Regions from separate parts of the Rattus norvegicus genome. Here region 2 is linked to region 1. Evidence: chromatin contacts called from public Hi-C data. All regions are on one chromosome and are shown on one strand. The core of a region is the stretch at or near the end of the contact, and the rest is flanking DNA. Distances in the headings are between cores, read along the strand shown. Region 1 has its middle 17 kb from the start of Tes. Region 2 overlaps Tes (testin LIM domain protein).

What was found. Hi-C and Micro-C count contacts between places; a contact is called where the count stands out from the background.
Region 2: a contact with region 1 is called in a Hi-C map of the A7r5 cell line, with 4 times the contacts expected there. The contact joins two enhancer-like sites. A contact is called at or near these places in 9 of 12 Hi-C or Micro-C datasets (the A7r5 cell line, Schwann cells, frontal cortex and 5 more).

Annotation. Positions count from the first base shown.
Region 1 is chr4:46,312,223-46,315,519 of GRCr8, reverse strand. No RefSeq gene overlaps it. Among named protein-coding and RNA genes, the nearest start is that of Tes, 17 kb to the left of the region's middle. Within about 2 kb of position 1,784, at least 8 of the 93 cell types and tissues checked have an H3K27ac peak or open chromatin away from gene starts, as enhancers often do. A contact at or near this core is called in the A7r5 cell line, where this site is marked.
Region 2 is chr4:46,368,257-46,371,553 of GRCr8, reverse strand. Tes (testin LIM domain protein) reads right to left here. Exons shown (of 7, transcript NM_001039344.2): 7 at 1,772-2,996. The coding sequence ends at 2,808. Among named protein-coding and RNA genes, the nearest start is that of Tes, 39 kb to the right of the region's middle. Within about 2 kb of position 1,608, at least 4 of the 93 cell types and tissues checked have an H3K27ac peak or open chromatin away from gene starts, as enhancers often do. A contact at or near this core is called in the A7r5 cell line, where this site is marked.

The DNA.
Region 1 (3,297 bases), core at 535-3,034:
TGCCCCCCCCCCTTTTTTTTATTTCAGAGAAAACATTAATCAGTTTGCTTTGAAACGGTTGACATTTATTGTAGAGGACTGTCCTTTGTACAGTAGAATGTTTAATAGCACATTTGAAGTCAACTTAGCAGATGCCAGTAGCGTCATACTCTAGTTATGACAGCTAAACATGTCTTCAGACACTGCGGAATGCCTCTGTGAAGCAGAATCATTTCTCATTGAGAAACATTGTTGTACAGGAGACCAAAATCTTTTCTCTACTTTCCTATTACCAATTCCCTTCAAGCATCAGATTTAAACAACCAACAACTTCTGTTTTGCTTCCAGGCATTCAGTAAGGGGAAAGGATGTCTTGTCTGTATGCAGCACTAGCTGACGGCTCTATTGAGATCTTGCACAAGGACTCGGCTTGACTGGCAAGTGATGTCTGAGGGGTGGTTCCTCAGGGGTTGCTAGAGTTTCTTCACATCTTGCTGGCTGGGTTTCAAAAGAAATTATCCCGAGTAAGCAAAGTGGACTTCATGATATACTTATGGTCTGTTTCCTCCTCCCCATATTGCCTCGTCTCTCCTGTTTTGTTGTTTGAGATGTTCATAGAGATCTGCACATGTTTCAGGGGAGAAGACAAAGTCCCCTGCCTCAGTCTGATGACTGCACTGTGAAGGAATAGGAGAAATGTGACCTTCCACCACCTCAACTGTAAACACAGAAGCTCCCATTCCTCCTGAATGTCAAATACAGTGACATTTACGTTTTAAGTTCCTTACATTTCCGAACCTCAAATCCCAATATGTGACATCTAAGTCAAGTCTGGGCGTAGATGGTTCTCCTCTGGTGTGGTTAATTAGCTGTGGCTCTTTGAATGTGATTATTCCTGATCTGATAGGCACTGAATTAAAACCGAAAGTCATCTGTCCTTCACACACACACACACACACACACACACACACACACACACACACACACACACACACACATCTGCTTGCAAGAGTGGGTACAACAATCGCTGCTCTGTAGCAGTTCTGAAACCCAGCAGGCAGTAGGCCCCTTCTTAATTAGCACCTCTTACTGCATTTTAGATAGTGTTCTTCAGGATATTGGTCCAACCTTCCGAGCATTTTTGATTTAATTGGAAAAAAAATATGTTCTCATGGTTTTCCCTCCCCCAACTCCTCCCAACTCCTCCCCTCTTTCTCACCCACCCACCCACCCACCCAACTCTAGGACCTTGCTAAAACAAAAAGCAGGCAGTAAATAAATAAATAAACAAACAAATAAAATAAATAAATAAATAGATAAGAAAAAGACATAAAACTAAACCCCTAAGCACAGCATCAGAAAATCACAACATACAAGAAAAAGAACGATTGTGTCCATTTTGGGTTGGATATTTACTATTGTGCATGGGGTAGTGCAGTGGAGAAAACTAATCGTTCCTTCGCAGACAGCTGTCCACTGGAGATAGTTTTTTGGTTAGGAATGGGAACTGTTGTCTGCTTGACATCTCAGCCCTCAGACCAGTCTGCATTAACCTGTGTGGGCCCTGCACACGCTGCCACAGTGTCTGTGAGCTCATATGGGCATCAGTCCTGCTGCGTCTGGAAGACACTATTTCCTGGGTGCCATCCATTCCACCTGGCTCCTGCAATCTTTCTACCTCCTGTCTGAGTCATTCTTTGTCTATCGAAAGTTCGCCAATTCTCATTCCCTTACTTCCTGACTTCAGAAGCCAGGGGTTCAAAGTCCTCTGTGGTCTCACAGTGACTCAGTCCCTTTCAGTCCTTGCCGATATAATTACTTCTGAAACCTTGTGAACTTCCTGTGTGTTTGCATATAATTCTACTGGGTCCAAGTCACGATCACAAAAGCCTCTTCCGGATTATCCTTTCCTCGCTGCGTTTCCAGTGTGAGGCTTTCATGGATCAGCACATTTAATAATCTCAGAAACCCTTTCTGTTCTTAGAAACCCTCTCTTTTCAACACAAATTCTCTACAAAGCACACCCAGGGTCCTTGGGATGCAGTGTCTCTGAGTCATGTTGTGTTAATATTGGGTGAGTCACTTCTTAATGAAGGCCTTTAACATCTTGGATTTGGTTTTGTTCTGAAGTCATTGTTTATTTTTTTTTAATTTATCTCGCTAGTTCATTTATAGTTTAGTTTTACAATTTTATTTAGAGTTCTCGAGTGTAGTCCAATCATCAGATCACATTTCTTAAACATTCTTCATTCTGTTAAAGGAATGAGTTGAACGTCCTCATCTTTAAGTAGAGGGTTTCTTACTACAAAAGAAGCAGCAGCAGATCCAGATCCAAAGTAACCAGAACCAGTAACCATAACTTAGTCTAACGTGTGCGCGAACCAGGGGCTCATTCGGAAGCTGCCGTGGTGCAAGGAAGGTGAAGGGCGCCATCTGGGGGCCCGAGGTGGGATCTCAAGGCCTCTCCAGTCCTCCACCGGAGGAAGTAGTACCCTCAGCCCCAGCCCTTGAATATAATGCCTCTTTCACATGAGGAAATTAATCCCTCAGAGTCTGATAAACCAGCAGTGACTTTCGAAGAAGAAAATTCCAGACAAGACGATGTTGATGTTTCTCAAGGCCCACCAATAGTTTCTTCTAGACCCATAACCAGACTCAGGGCAAAACACGCCCCTAGACAGGAGGTAGAAAGTGTAGTCTGTGAGAAAATGCGCTACATTACTAAGGAGCTTAATGAGTTTGCTAATTCGTTCAAGCAGAAGTCTGGGGAATATGGGTGGGAATGGATTTTAAGGGTGTGGAATAATGGTGGAAGGGACATAAAACTAGATCAGGCTGAGTTTATTGACATGGGCCCTCTGAGTGGAGATTCTAGGTTTAATATGGAAGCTCGCACAGTTAAAAACAAAAAAAGGTGTCAGAAGTCTGTTTGAATGGTTGGCGGAAGCATTTATCCAACAATGGCCTACTTAAACAGAGTTGGAGAAGCCTGATATCCTTGGCTTAGTGTTGACAAAGGGATTTTAAGGCTCATGGAAATTGCAATGCTAGAGTGGATGTGCTGTGTAAAACCTAATCCTCCACAATGGGAAGGCCCAGGAGATATGCCCTTCACAAATCCCATTTTAAGAGTTTTGTTCTTACCCTTTTCCTTGTGCCAGACCTTAGGGTTAGAGATGCTGCTGCTCAATTAGATGAATTAAATGCAGTGGGTTTAATTGGGCCCCGAGGTAACAAGAGCCAGGTGGCAGTGTTGAGTCACCTGAGACAAGGTGACCGTAGTTATTATAATGGACAGCATAGACAAAACCATGCTGA
Region 2 (3,297 bases), core at 359-2,858, 56 kb before region 1:
GACCATCTGTGAAGTGCTTTGTCATTAGTATTTTTCTGACTTGTGTGTGAGGCATTTTCTTAATTGCTAATTGATGTAGGGGGGCCCTAAGTGTGCTCGAACTGTGTAAGGAAGCTAACTGACCAGGCCAAAAGGAACATGCTGGTAGAAACATTTCTCCACTCTGTTTCAGTTCCGCACTCGTAGGTTCCTGCCTGAGTTTCCCTCAATAAGGGATTCTAATCTATAAGCCAAATGTCCCCCTCCTGGAACTGTTTATGGTACTGATGTTTATCACAGCAACGGAGGCAAACAAGGTCATCAGCTAACAACAGACATGTCCAAGTATCTTGAGCACTTTTGAGCCAAGGAGGCCATGACCTTGTACTACGAGGACAAAAGAACTTCTGAGGGGAGAGCCAGGCCTGGTGGATCTACACCACGCCCACCTTTATTGTTCCATGATAGATACATGTAATTGTTCTCTTAGTGAATGACGCTTAGTGCCAGCCTTATTCTGTCTTAGCCATAGGGACAGCCAGGATGACTGTGGTGGTGTGAAGAGTCCATTCCGCTTTAGGCTCACTTTGCCAATGTCGGGGAAAAGTATTAAACTTCATAGTCAAAATGGACTGGAAAGTATGTGCTACTATTTAAGGCAAACCAAGGCAAAGAGTAGAGTGATGTGTATCTCACCAGGATAGTGTCAACACTGCTCTGTGTGCTCAAACTACAAAGGTACTTCTCACCATGGAGGAACCAGAAAGCAGAGGGGACGCAGTGTGCTTGTACTTGTAAGTACTTATGTACTTACTCCATGTGTGTGTGTGTGTGTGTGTGTGTGTGTGTGTGTGTGTGTGTGCGCGCTCGCGCGCACGTGCGTGTGTGTGCTTCTTACACCAACAGCGCAGTACTCAACAGTAACTAAAAACAAAACAAAACAAAAAAAAACCCAAACCAAACGTCCTGAGAATGTGTCAGAAAAACTAAACTTACTAAGACACAAAAATTCACTTGGTGGGGGTGCAATATGCAGGATGTGTGCCCAGCATGCACAAAACTCTGAGTCCAACCAAGAGACAGCATAAATCTAGGGTACACTGGTGCAATCCCAGCACTTAGAGAAAGACTTGAAGATGATCAGAAGTTCAAGGTCATTTTGTCTTGTAGTGGTTTTGAGCCATCCTAAGATACATGGGACCCTATCTCAAAAGAAAACAACCAACCCAGTTTCAGATTGAAGAAACACACACACACACACACACACACACACACACACACACACACACTCCCCAGAGTCCGCTAATAATCTAGAATCCAGCCCAAAAAACACCTAGGAAAATTTATAAGATCCTATTTATAGCTAGGCACAATGGGGCACACTTGAAATCTTAAAACTTGGGAGTCTAATGCAGAACTGAGCGTGTGAAGTAGGCTAGCCTGGGCTACCTAGTGAGACACCGTCGCAAAAAGAAGGAAAAAAAAAACAGAAAAAAAAATTTCTTCTCAAAACAACAAAGAAATGAAACACTTGACTCGTTTAAAGTTTAACTAAAAGAATGACAGGCTCCTGAATGACCTAAGAATTACTAGAAAGTCCTGGTTTAAATCTTTATGAAACCACTCTCTCTTTGTCTGCAATGAGAAATCCAATCTGTCTGCTGGATCAGCAGCTGCCTTTACTTTTGTCAGGGGAATTTTTTGCTCTTGGAGACAGCGCCCCCTGCTGTACACGATACTTAACTGCAGAAGGATTTTTCCACTCAACAAAAAGGACATAGGAAGACCATTATTAAAGTGAAAGAGGCTTTATTTTCAATATCATATAAGTCATTCCATTTAATATTTATAGTGCATAGTTATGTATGAAAGCATACACGGAAAACATTAAAAAATACCCAAGGATGCGCGTGCACAGGCAAAGAAGACAGCCTTTGTGTCTATAGCAAGCTCAGAGGTAGCACAAGAGAGTATCCATCTGGTAACATTGGAAATCATGCAAACAACTGAGTCAAGGCATGGCATTAAGGTGACATCAGCATGAGTTATAATTCCCTGGGTACAAAACCTATATATTCTTTGGGTTTCAAAAAAATTAAATGAATGGCCTACTTTTATCTTCTGGACAAAAAAACAAAAAAAAAAAATCTCTAAGAGCAAAGTGCACATATTGTCCTAACCACATACATATAAAATATTCAAGGCCACAGATGGAGGTCGCTAGATGACAAAAGAGGATACTGAGAGGTAAAGTAACCAGAGAGAGATGCAGGAGGGAGAGGCCCCTCTGCCTCCATGGGGGATGCAAAGGCTTAGGCACTGGAACACCCAACGTGGACCACACTGCCTGCCACAAGGAACTCCTCACTGAGCTGACGTCACCATCATCAAACCGCTCGACAGGCGGTTGTAACTTCCTTTACATTTCCCATGGGGGACAAGCATGGAAGTTAAAATGTTCATCTCTCCCAGGACACTAATTTTAAGTGATTTTATATATATATATATATATAATATATCTAGCACTAGGAGTATGCGGTTATAAGGATTGATTAAATTCAAGCTTCCAACTCAAATATTTAATGTGCAGAAATAAAAGCTATAATTCTTTACTGTTTTTTTTAAATCATGCGCTTAAAGCAGTCATTTAAAAATAAGACAGACAAAATTCATAATGGTTAAAAAGAGAAAAATATTGGACAAAATCTTCCGGTTCGTTATGTAGCTTTTTTTTTTCCTTTTATTTTTTATTTTTTTTTTAAACTGCAGTTTATCATGAAATGCAGGCCACTGTAGACAGCTATGGCTCAATACTGCTTGGTGTTCACTCAGGACATCATCTTCTTACACTCCACAGAACAGAAAACCATCCCTTCCACAGGCATGAACTTCTGCCCGATCAGGCACTTGCTGCAGCAGGAGCAGAGGAAGCACTCCGTGGACGCGTGCCAGCTGAAGTTATTGTACGTCACTCGCTGCACTTCCGGGTCGATGGCATTGTGGCACCCTTGACACACCTGCTCGGGGATGAATGGAGAAGAGGGTTAGAGACAGCGACATCTTTGTGAGACACTGTGCCGACGGGGCCCTGTATGCTGAGTGTGCCGAGAAATGGCAGGTGACGGACAGGGTGGGAGTGCGGTCCGTAGATGTCCCTCAGGGTGTAAATAGGAAGTTATGATGGCAAATCCCAAAGCACCGCACTTGTTTCCAGTCAAATTTTAGTAGATTTCACCGAAACAATTAGAAGGAATCTCTAAGACTGTTTTCCCGCACTCATTAACGCTCTGAAGTGGTAACATCACTAGGATGTGTCAT